Linked DNA regions of Gossypium hirsutum: region 2 is linked to region 1. The links are chromatin contacts, called in public Hi-C maps. All regions are on one chromosome and are shown on one strand. The core of a region is the stretch at or near the end of the contact, and the rest is flanking DNA. Distances in the headings are between cores, read along the strand shown.

The links. A called contact is a pair of places that touch in the nucleus more often than the background predicts.
Region 2: a Hi-C map of hypocotyl shows a contact between it and region 1, with 4 times the contacts expected there. The contact joins the promoter of LOC107949563 here to the promoter of LOC107949562 in region 1. A contact is called at or near these places in 2 of 34 Hi-C or Micro-C datasets (hypocotyl and leaf).

Annotation. Positions count from the first base shown.
Region 1 is chrD03:13,485,617-13,491,806 of Gossypium_hirsutum_v2.1, forward strand. LOC107949562 (probable histone H2A variant 3) reads left to right here and starts at 3,499. Exons shown (of 2, transcript XM_016884257.2): 1 at 3,499-3,799; 2 at 5,768-6,190. The coding sequence starts at 3,692. The coding sequence ends at 6,064.
Region 2 is chrD03:13,854,985-13,861,174 of Gossypium_hirsutum_v2.1, forward strand. LOC107949563 (caffeoylshikimate esterase) reads left to right here and starts at 3,933. Exons shown (of 2, transcript XM_016884260.2): 1 at 3,933-4,352; 2 at 5,141-5,998. The coding sequence starts at 4,046. The coding sequence ends at 5,793.

The sequences.
Region 1 (6,190 bases), core at 2,249-4,748:
TTCTAAATAAGAACCAAATCGCAATTCTACAGATTTCCAACCATATTGTCAATGCAATACCAATTCTTTTACGCCTCACACTTTGTGCAATTAAAGGCAGATGAGCCATTACTGCAACATATTAAAATTAGGACACATTATCAAAGAATTGAAGTTGCAATTACACACTTTAATTTCATTGCTTTATCAATCACCCAAAAAAGTATCTATTAAATGATATTTAAATACATTTTAAATATATTAAAATTTAAAGGTATATGTAGTTTTGCATAAAATTAATTGTTGGTATTTGTTAGATTATGACTAAACTCATTATAATTTAAAATTATAAAGCATGTTCAAAGTTTGAACATTGATTAATATATTTATTGATGATTAGTTTAATTAAGGTGACCTAATTTTAAAACAAATAAAATAAAGAATGAGGATTTGGTTTGCTAAAGAATGAAATTGAAGTTTTAAAACTTTTATAACATTTTAAATTTAAATTTCATTTTGTAAAAATATATATAACTTTTATCTCATTTACATGTACAAATAATTATTAAAAAGTAGTATTGTATTTGCAATTATGATTGGAAAACATTGAAATGTAGTATTGTATTTACATGTACAAATAATGGTGATTTAAGCCCATTATTTAAAAAAAAAACATACATATCTTCTAAATGTGCCATTTTTCACACACATACCATGCTATATAACTACTAATTAGAATTTAAAATCTTATTTAAAGAAAATTAATTCTTTTATTACTTGATAAAGCTTTTGTAATATTAAATCAAAATCCAAAATATTACTTAAATATATCAAATTTCTTATTATTATATTTGTTGGAATTAGCCAGTTGGACTTATTAAATCAAAAAATGATCGATTGGTGTCTATCAAAATCGCTCTTTTTCTTTTTTCTTTTCTTTTATTATTATTTCACTTCTTTCATTTTGCTTCGTACAGTAATGCATTTTGTTGTTTTTGGTATTCATTTTGTTGTTTTACACAGCCTTGCCTGCGTTTCATCAATTCATCTATCATCTGTTGCCATTTTTCTTTTGTATCAAATTTCATTTTCAAACTCATTTTATTATTATTTGAATAATATCAATTAAAGGTTGAACATAATTATATATTAGTATCAAATGAGCAACAAAAGCTGAACTTGATTTTTTTCGGATAAACGTTGTTTTTTTTATTTACCAACAAAACCATACAAACATGCAATAACCATAACCATACAAACAAAAGCTGTAATGAGCAATACAAACATACAAACAAAACCATACAAAGGAAACAACAAAAGCTGATACAGCAATACAAACATGCAATCGGGGAAAACATACAAACAAAACCATGAATACCAATGGAAAACTAACCTGTAATGAGCAAATCGGGGACGACTGCGATGAAGAAGTGTTGGAACAAAGAACCTGTAATGAGATAAGGGAAATCGATTAAGTCAAATTTATTGTCTTCAACTGAAATTATATCAGCATGCAAGCAAATATTTTTACTAGTTTATATTAAATAAAAATTAAATTGACTCAGTCTGTATTATAGTGATTTATCCTGAAACCTGAAAAATAACGAATCAATTTAATAAAACCATATGGAAGCCGTGTCGATTTGGCTTTCGGTCTTTTTGCTCAGCTTGCTCGAGAGAAAACATTGCTCCCGAAAGATGCATCGACCAAAAACAAATGTTTTTTTTTTACTGTTTTGTTTTACAAGTATGAGGCATCAGTGAGACACCCACACGAAAGAAAAAGAGAGGAGAGCATTCGTCAACTCCAATCAAAACAGGCAGATTGGTTTATGGTACTTCACATCCACAACCAAATTCACTACTATAAACAACATTCTTTTTATCTATTAATTTAACATGTCTTAAAATTTTGGTCCTACAAAAAATACATGTCTTATTGCTCCAAAACCAGAATTGGGGGGTCATCACTTCATCACACCACACAATCTTCAATGCATCCTATTTGCAAAATCATAGTTGCTCAACCAAACTACTCTTATGGGATTCACCCAAACTAACTGTGCTTGCCTACTTCAATTCAGATATTACAGGTCGGCTTGCCACATGTTAACGGTGTTAAAGTCAAACCATAACAATACACGCACTGATACTTTTAAGTACCAAAATAAGCATTTTAAAAGTTTAGGTGCTACATTAAACATTCAGCTGAAATACATCTACCATTTATGCCATTATCCCTTAAATATATTACCAAATTAACTCCGGGACAGGGGAATCGTATCTGCTATAATCAGCATATAACAAGTACTGGAATTAAAGATTGAATCTCATGCAGGACGAAACAATTGCTCAACCAATAAGGAGAAGCAGGAAACTAATAAACTGATAAAGTTGTAATGGGAATATAAGAAAAGAGATTGTGTGTATTGAAATTCAAAATCGAAATTAGATGTCACCTCTTAAAATCGAGTCCATGAAAAGAGTGAAAAAAGGTGAAAGTTCAAACATTTAACTATAATTTGTTTATGGTTTAAGCCTATGCTTGGTTCTATTATCTTTTTCAGTGTTTCAAACCACATATCAAACATAATACAGTTGGTGAATCCGGTTGAAGAATACAGACAATGGCCTCTGCTGTTTTGCAATATGTCAAGGAGTTTTCGACTGTCAGTACACCAAATATAAATCCTAAAACTATGTCGTGATGTTGAAAAGCACACTTTTTGACATAAAATGCATGAACAGGGACTGCTCCTTAAGTTCCTACTGTTTTATTTCCATGTAATCTCTCTTTACTTCTGTGTTAGCCCATCTCATATAATCCTTTTCTCATATTTCAAGATCAAAAGTAAAGGGCACACTGATGCTTCCCATGCAATGAAAATGATGATTTATAACCCTCTCTAATCATGCTTCAGAAATACCAACATGACATGAAACATAAATCAGCATGCAAAACAGAGACCGAGAGAAAAAATGAAGAAATGAAAAGACAGACAAATCAGCATGCAAAGCAGCCACAATCCAAGTCAAAGACAGAAAACTAAAATGAAAAGTTCAAGATTCATACCTGACGCCGAGACCGAGAGAAAAAATGAAGCAGTGGATTTCAAACTTGCTGCAACAAATGAAAGGGAAAAAATGACCGAGAGAGAGAATCGTTAAAGGCAGACGAGGAGAAATGATGAGGACAGAAAAAAGAGAGGGTCGGGTAGGGAGGGAGGGTAAAACAGAGACTTGGGAAGGGAAGCCGGACGTAATAGGGTAATCCTCGATTTGGGAAGGGAATAGAAAATCAGAGAATTTGAGGATTAGGTCGGTATTGTAATACGCGCGTAATACCTATTACACCGAACCAAACACCGGAATAGGTCGGTAATGTAATAGGCGCGTAATCGGGGCGTAATGGATTACCTATTACACTGAACCAAATACACTGTGAGGGTATTTTTTGCAATTATGCCATTTAAAAATTTCAAAGTAATTTAAAAGAGATAAGGAGGGTAATATCGTAAAAGAAAGAGACTGCGGAAGTGGATACTAAAAAAGATCGAAGATGTCGAACTCAGCCCGAAAACCAAAACCTTGTTCGTTCATAAAAATTAAAAGCCTCTTTTTTCTCTGTTCTTCGCCATTTTTTTCAATCCTAAACCAATCCCAGATTTTCTGCTGAAAAACAAAAACACCCTCTTAGTAATTTTCCGGGAAAATGTCGGGGAAAGGAGCAAAAGGATTGATTACGGCTGGAAAATCCACCAAGGACAAAGATAAGGACAAGAAGAAACCCGTCTCTCGCTCTTCTCGTGCTGGCCTCCAGGTTCATCTCTTTCCTTTGCCCGTAATTACGGCTTGAATTAGCTTCTTCTCTTTTTTTTTTGCATTTTGTATTCATGAAGCATTCTTTAGTTGTAGGGGAAAAAAAGTAGAGTTTCATATCAAGAACGGGATATTTCTTTTTGTCAAATTTGTTCTTATCCTCTTTTTTTTTAGTAATTTGGAAGTTGCATTAGTGTTGATCTATTTCTTCTAGAAATCAGCTTGAGTTATTGCATCAAATCAAAGTAACCAAAGTTTCGGTAGGGGTGTGTTTTAATAACTTGGCCTAATAATGGCATTTGAAGATTTGGTTTTAATGCGAATCCAATGTCTTAACTTGTTTCAGTTCATTTGACTTGTTTTATGTTCAAATGTTAACTGAATGAGCTTGAGGTATCTTATCTGCATAAAAAAAACGGCCATGAAATGATTCCCAATTATGAAGGGTTTACTTGTTGTTCATGCAATTTGTATGACATGCTTTCATTCTTGCACTGTTTTGAGGTATCTTATTTGTACCAAAAAAAAAAAAGTGGACTTATTTGTCTGCGCTGATAAATCTCGTTACATTAGTTAAAGTATGTGTGAGTGCGAATCTGTAGGTCAAAGAACTATTTTCACTGGGAAAGATAGCACTCATTTCTTTCTAGTCTACTGTTCCTTTCTTTCAACTCCCATTGACTATTTTATGCCAAAATGTAATTAGGAATGGGATGGAATTTATGGATTGACTATTATATGGTCTGTTCCTCACTTTCTAGTCTGCAGTGACTATTTTATACCAAAATGTAATTAATAATAGGATGGAATTTGCGGATTGACTATTAATTCAAACATATGCATATTAGTAAAATCAAACAACATTTCATTACTCTGGACTGTATGTTGAGAGCTTTCTTGACCCTTACTAAATTTTCTGATTTCTTCCAAGGGTTATTCAACTACAAATATAACTTCTACTATGGAATTGTTAGGTGTGACATTAAAAGAACTAAGCAATGATGATGGACTAAGTTTGGCATTTGATAACTAGCAGTATTAATCTCTTTTGATGTTTTAACTATTAACTGTATTTGTTAACATCTCATAACCTGCTTGCACATTTCCTGTTAAAGCTACATTAAAAGTCATTCTGTGCATATACAAATTATAAAAGCCTTATGAAAAATATAGAAGATGTAGTTGTCGAAGAACATTACATGGATGTCTGTTAAGGACTTGTCAATTATGATACTGCTATGTATGTTTCTTTTATATATTCCACTGGCATTTGAGTTGGATATACTCTAGTCAAGTAGGAGACTTCATATAAGGAGTTTCATTGTGAAATTGCTATTTCTGTGGCGTTTAATTCTTTTGTTATACTTGGCTCTCTAATGCATCCTGTGGAGCCTTCATTGACTTATGAAAAGCAAAGAGTTTGTACGATTAATCTTATTTGTTTAATGTTTGAAAGCTGTCAACTTGCTCCACCTCCCTAACCTTATGTATTAGTTTTTCTATCTCTTTGGACTCCTTGCCTTGATTCTTGATCACCATGTCTTCACCTACTACCCTGAACTTGTGCCATTTGGTAGTTACGTGTAGTTATGTTAATTGAATTGGTTGTATTATTCAGAAATAGTTTGGATGACCAAGTATCAATAGCAAGTCTTTTGTACTTGTCTTCGCATATCCAAAACAAGCGTACCAATGGCTCGTTTTAGTATCTTGAACTTGTCTTTCTTCTGGGCCACTGTGTTTATGATGATTACCAGATTCTGTCATCTTCCACATCAGCTTCCTCTTCCATGTTTGAATTAATACTGTGTTTTGTATCCTAAACCGTTTGGCAGAAATTTTCTGAACGTGTTAAGGCATACTAGCAGCATATAATCATCTGTAGGATTATATGATATGACTATACAGACACACACACTATATTGGGTTAATTCTTCTAAATTACAATCAGTTGCTTCTTATTGTTCAGTTCCCTGTGGGTCGAGTCCACCGGCTGCTGAAGACAAGGGTTAGTGCTAATGGAAGGGTTGGAGCTACGGCTGCAGTCTACACAGCTGCCATACTGGAATACCTGACTGCAGAAGTCCTAGAACTGGCAGGTAATGCAAGCAAGGATCTGAAGGTTAAGCGTATTACACCTAGGCATTTGCAGCTTGCTATCCGTGGTGATGAAGAACTTGACACCTTGATCAAAGGAACCATCGCGGGCGGTGGTGTCATTCCACACATTCACAAATCACTTATCAACAAATCCTCTAAGGAGTAGTTTATACGCATTTCATCTCTATTTATTTTTGTTTGTACCATTAAACCTCAGAAAAATGTTCGTGACTTCGCTTGTTTATGGACAAAGGTAGATGCTTGCTTTTGAATAGCTAATTATGGAGATTCG
Region 2 (6,190 bases), core at 2,683-5,182, 370 kb after region 1:
GCCCGACCAAAAATTCTAGAAAAAAATACATAGATGGGCACATGAGTCTAGTTTCTAGGAAAAATTACGAAACTGATTTTCGAGTTACGAAACTCAAGATATGATTTTTAAAACGACTAGTACACAGATTGGGCAGTGTCTGGAAAATAAATTTTATAAGGGGTTAAAGTCAGTTAACACCTCGTGTTCGACTCCGGTGTCGGTTTCGGGTTCGGGGTGTTACACAAAATGTCAAGGATTAATCTGCAATTTTTCCTTTTCCTCGATTATCTTTCGATTAATTCAAATCCTGATCTATACGATAATTTATCTCAATTTATCAATTCCAAATACCTTATATCATCCTACTATATGCATATGACATTTCAAGTTGACTTTTTGAATGTTCCCTAAAGTTTCACATTTTATTCAATTTAGTCCCCAAAACTGAAATCACCATAACTTTCAAATTTGAGCCTCGATTTCGAAAACAATCTCACTTTCATCGTTCTACAGTCTTCTATTATCCATAATTATAGAAGTTCAACATCAACTTCAAAATTTATACACTTTAGTCCCTATGTTCAAAAACTAGCAATTAAACTTTACAAATTAGTCTTTTTTCACTTCTAAGCTTAAAATCTAACAAATTAACAACAATTTCATCAAGCATTCATCAATGGAAACTTTTGAAAATTTTAACAATTTTACAAATTGGCATACAGGCTAGCTAAATCAAGCTCACAAGACCTAAAAAAAACATAAAAAGTACAAGAAAAGAACTAAATTAAATATACCAATTGAGGGATTGAAAGTTTGGAAGCTTTATGGGCTTTTTTTCTTCTCACGGCACAAGGTTGAAGATAAATGAAAAAATGTCATCTTTTTATCTTTTATACTTTAATTAACATTTAATCAATTATAATTAGTTTAATTAAACTTAATTAGTTAATTTTTAATCTTAATTAACAATATTGATGCCGAACAACTAGTATGCACCATTATAATCTAATGGACCATTTTCTCAATTGATCCTCCAAATAATTAAAAATTCATAGCGATTAATTTTATTATTTTTACAATTTAATTTTTATATCTTAATTAACTATCCTATTAACAAAATTAATGAACCAAGCTTTAATTAAACTTTACACTAACCTCATAAATATTAAATAATAATATTTACAACATCTATTTAACATGAGTTCAAGCTATATTATTCCATCTCCAGCCAAAATAATAATAATAATAATAATAATAATAATAATAATAATAATAATAAAAGCATATGTATGAAAGAAGATTTTGGTGTTGCCATCCAAAGCCGTCTTGCCGAACTGAAGGATTAGTCTAATATGATGAGAATTTTGGCACAAAGCTGCCGAACTGCTTTTCTCATACTTTCCTTTCTCAAACCAAAACCCATTCTTTATGGCCCTAACAATCTTATCCAATCTCATCACATCCCAACTATTTTTAATATAAATATATTTCTAGTTATAATAATTTTTTTTTGAATTTAGTATTTTCAAGTGATATCATCTCGTTGAATTAAATTACCAAAACACCTTTAAAAATAATAAAACTAAAGTAACATTTAGAGTTCATCTATATTAATATATGAATTTTTTTGGATTAAATTTAGTGTCATGCGTTAATCAAACACTAGTTTTAATAATATCTTTTCACCTTTAAATTAAAAAAAACATATATTTAAGCGCATTTAAACTCATAATTCTAATAATTATTAAAATAATAAAAATGTCAACTAAATTAAAACTCAATCGAAAACAAATATAGCATTTATACTAACATTAATCGTTATAGTAAATTTTAAAACTCCAATCCGCCACTCATCTTCATTTTTATCCACCAATCCACTCTTCAACAATTACTATTTGCAATTAATCACTCAAAACTCTTGGCCAATCAAAATTTATCATCTTTGGCAACTTGCTTGAAATTAATTTTTTAATTATTAAAATAATTCGTTTTACCATACGTATTATCCACACTAGAGGCGAAGTTAGGAGGGCTAGCAGGGGCTTGGCCCCCCAATATAAAATTTTTATTTAGACTCTTAATTTTTTTAAAAAAATTTTTAATAGTAAAGGTAAAGTTACACTTAGAGGTGCTCATGGGCCGGGCCGGGCCCAAAAAAAATTTTGCGGCCCGGCCCGAAATATGGGCCTAGAATTTTGCCCAGGCCCGGCCTGGGAAAAAATTCATAAGCCCGGCCTGGCCCGGCCCGTTTTTTAAATAAATACCAAAAATTTATTTTAAAAATTAAAACAAAAATTTTAAAAATATATTTTAAAAATATTTTAAAATTAAAAAAATTTAAAAGTATTTTTAAAATATTTTAAAATTAAAAAAATTAAAAAAAAGTATTTTAAAATTAAAAAAAATTAAAAAAAGTATTTTAAAAGTATTTTAAAATTAAAAAAATTAAAAATAAAAATATTTATTATATTCGGGCCGGGCCGGGCCTGGCCCGTTTTTTAATCGGGCCTCGTTTTTTTGCCCAAGCCAATATTTCGGGCCTATATTTTTACCCAAACCCTCCCATGAGCACCTCTAGTTACACTTTGGCCCTCGTAAAATTATAAAAATTCAATTTAATTATTTACAAATTATAAAGATATAGAATATAAAAAATTTAAAATTTATCCGACCCCCTAAAAAATTGTTCTAGCTTTTCCCCTCACACATTATTAATAGGGAATTCCTATGATTCAACCCCCTACAACATGAATATGACGTGAATATTCTTAGTGAATAGGCCTCATCGAATAGATTTTTATCTCTAATATTATTTATTTATTAAATACTTTTAATATTTTATTTTATTTCAGGTTAGAATTTCTAATATATATATAAAGAAGGTAAAATTGTGAATCACGTCACTGATTAATTGGCATGAGGTTTCGGAATCTATCCCTATAATTGTAAACCTTTTCCTTCTTTTTCATTGTAATGTGCAATGTGCTTTTTCACTTGTAAATAAAAATTTGAAAAAATCAAAGCGTAGAAAGAAAGTGAAAGGATATAAAAGAAGCAAGTAGTGAGAAAGCAATAGATTGTAGGCCCATGAAATGGCGTTGGACCTTATTGCTAAGGCCTTTCATAATTCATACATTGAGTCCTTCGGTAACTAGACTTGTTGGGCTGCTCACAAAGAAGGCTTTCGGCTGGCGGTTGGTGAGAATGGGGCCCCCTACCTACCAACGTAGGTGGGGCCCTATACCTTTTCTCTTTTCAATATTAAACATTGCTGAGGTCTGTTTCGGTATTCTACTCAATCAAGACTTCAAGGTTGCAAATGAAGTTTCAATTTAACGAGGTTTTAGAAAATTTTGAAATATTTAAGTAAAAATGTGAGTTATTTTTCGGATATATTTTAGTTATCAGTTTAATTTATTAAAATTGTAATTAAAAGTACTCTCAAATTAAAACATGGATTTAATTAAAAAAAATGTATACATTGGTTTCAAAGTTGTAAGTTATTTAGATTGAATTTGTTTATCAAAAAAATTAAATTTCAATAGTAGTTTTTACCAATTAGTATTATAATCGAAATATAAAAAACTGTTACATAAATTTGTTTTTGTCAAACATCCGTTTACTACAAGTTTAAATCTTGTATAAAAAACTATATATATATTTTTTTGTTATTCTTTTAACTATTACAGCCTTGTGTTTCCTTCAAAAAAACCCATTGTGTTGCATTTTCATATAGAAATTAGTAAATCAAAATTCTTAATTTAAATTCCTAACTCAAACAATAAATTGAATTTATTTATTAAATAAAAATATAATTAGAAATCCACTTTCCTACTATGGAACTCCACTCAATTATCGTGAAATGATAAAAGGAAACTCCAAACCTACCCCTGAAGTGGAGCCCACCAAAAGTCAGTCCACCAACTCTTACCCACTCCCAAAGAACTCGGTTGGTGGAAACTTATTTTCCCACTTTGCCCAGAAAATCAAATCAACAAAATCCAAAACATCATTTCCGCACCAAAAAAGAAACGCGCATTTACGTTGAGAGAGTTCAGCGAAAATGGCAGGCGAAGCAGCAGCGGCGGCGAATTTCTGGGGTGATACGCCGGAGGAAGACTATTACAGGTCGCAGGGTGTACGCAACACCAAGTCTTACTTCGACACTCCCAACGGAACGCTCTTCACCCAGAGCTTCTTACCCTTGGATAAAAAAGTGAAGGCCTCCGTCTACATGACCCACGGCTATGGATCCGACACTGGTTGGCTCTTCCAGAAGATCTGCATCAACTTTTCCAATTGGGGTTACGCTGTTTTCGCCGCTGATCTTCTCGGCCATGGCAGATCCGAGGGTCTCCGCTGCTACTTAGGTACTTTATCTCTGTTTTCTTTTCTTTCTTTTTTTTTTAATGTTATATATAAACTGAATATCTGATGATTATATTTTAATAATATAAAAAAACTTTATAACTACAAGATAAACTTTTGAGAAAGTTATGGAGTAGATATGTATATATATATTATGTTTGTGGATTGAAAGAGAAGTAATCCTGAGATAAGCAGTGGGTTAAGTAAAGATATAATATGAATGAATTAAAAAAAAACACCTAATATAAGTTAAAATTAGGGAGTGCATGTCGCCCTTCTTCTCCAGGGATTTGTTACTGGGCCAAAATAAAGTTTTAAAAGTTTAGGAGGCCGAAGTTAAAAGATTTGCTTAAATTTAAGATTTTATAGCTAAAAGGGACCAAAGTTGATATTATACCAATCAGTTAAGCTCCGTAGTTATGGTGGGTTTGGATGGGCGATAGGGTATGGTGCGGTGCGTTTAGTTTACTTTTTTGTCTCGCGATACAATATCCAATCTCACAGCCACAGCTGTTTTTACACTAACCGCAGCTAAACGCACCGCCCATCCAAACTTATCTTTAGTCGCCTGGCTGCTTCCATCCATAACCTCCCAGTCTGCAGTATAAACTTGAAGTAGCATGTTATTTTGATGAACGTTTGATTCAACAATTGTTCACCTTCCACTAGGATTTTAAGCTATATCACTGTAATATCAGACTTTTATAATCATATTAAAATATGGGATATTTGAAGAAAAATGATTAAATACTTGGCTATTGAAGTTCATCAACAGAGGTCGTGAATGTAGGTGACATGGAGAAAGTTGCTGCAACATCCTTATCATTCTTCAAGCACGTCCGGAACAGCGATGAATACAAAGACTTACCTGCATTCCTGTTTGGTGAATCCATGGGAGGAGCAGCAACAATGCTCATGTACTTTCAATCCGACCCTGAAACTTGGACTGGTCTAATTTTCTCGGCGCCGCTCTTTGTGATGCCTGAGAACATGAAGCCGAGTAAGGTGCGGTTGTTCATGTATGGTCTGCTCTTCGGATTAGCTGATACATGGGCAACTATGCCGGATAACAAGATGGTTGGAAAAGCAATCAAAGACCCAGAAAAGCTTAAGATCATAGCATCAAACCCAAGAAGATACACTGGACCACCAAGGGTTGGAACCATGAGGGAGCTGGCTAGGGTTTGTCAGTACATTCAAGACAATTTCTCAAAGGTAAGGGCACCATTTTTGACAGTTCATGGGACTAGTGATGGTGTCACATGCCCAACATCATCTAAATTGTTGTATGAGAAGGCATCAAGTGTGGACAAAACCTTGAAACTGTATGATGGGATGTATCATTCCTTGATTCAAGGGGAGCCTGATGAGAATGCTGATCTTGTTTTGAAGGATATGAGAGAGTGGATTGATGAAAGGGTTGAGAGGTATGGGTCTAAATAATGTGTTTGTTAAACCTATTCGGCTTTTATTAGGTCCTTAATAATTAATTGGGCATTTGGTGGACTAATTTGAGATTTGAGGACCCCCAAAACAACAACAACCCCTCAAAAGATTCTTGTAATAAAGACGACAAATGGAAATTATTATGTGGTTTGTCATGATATTGTATAATTTGTTATATGGTGTAGTAATTATTTGGTTTAAAGATACCTGCCTTATTTAAGTATTTTCTATTTAATTTATTATTTTATTTTTAATTCCAAAATAATGAACGCTTAATTACATATTTTACAGTATTATACAATTAAAAAAATAATGAATCTCGAACATGAAGTGTAAAATAGACACGAAGAATACAACAAAAAGTCATAAAATAAAACATATTTTAACTTCAATT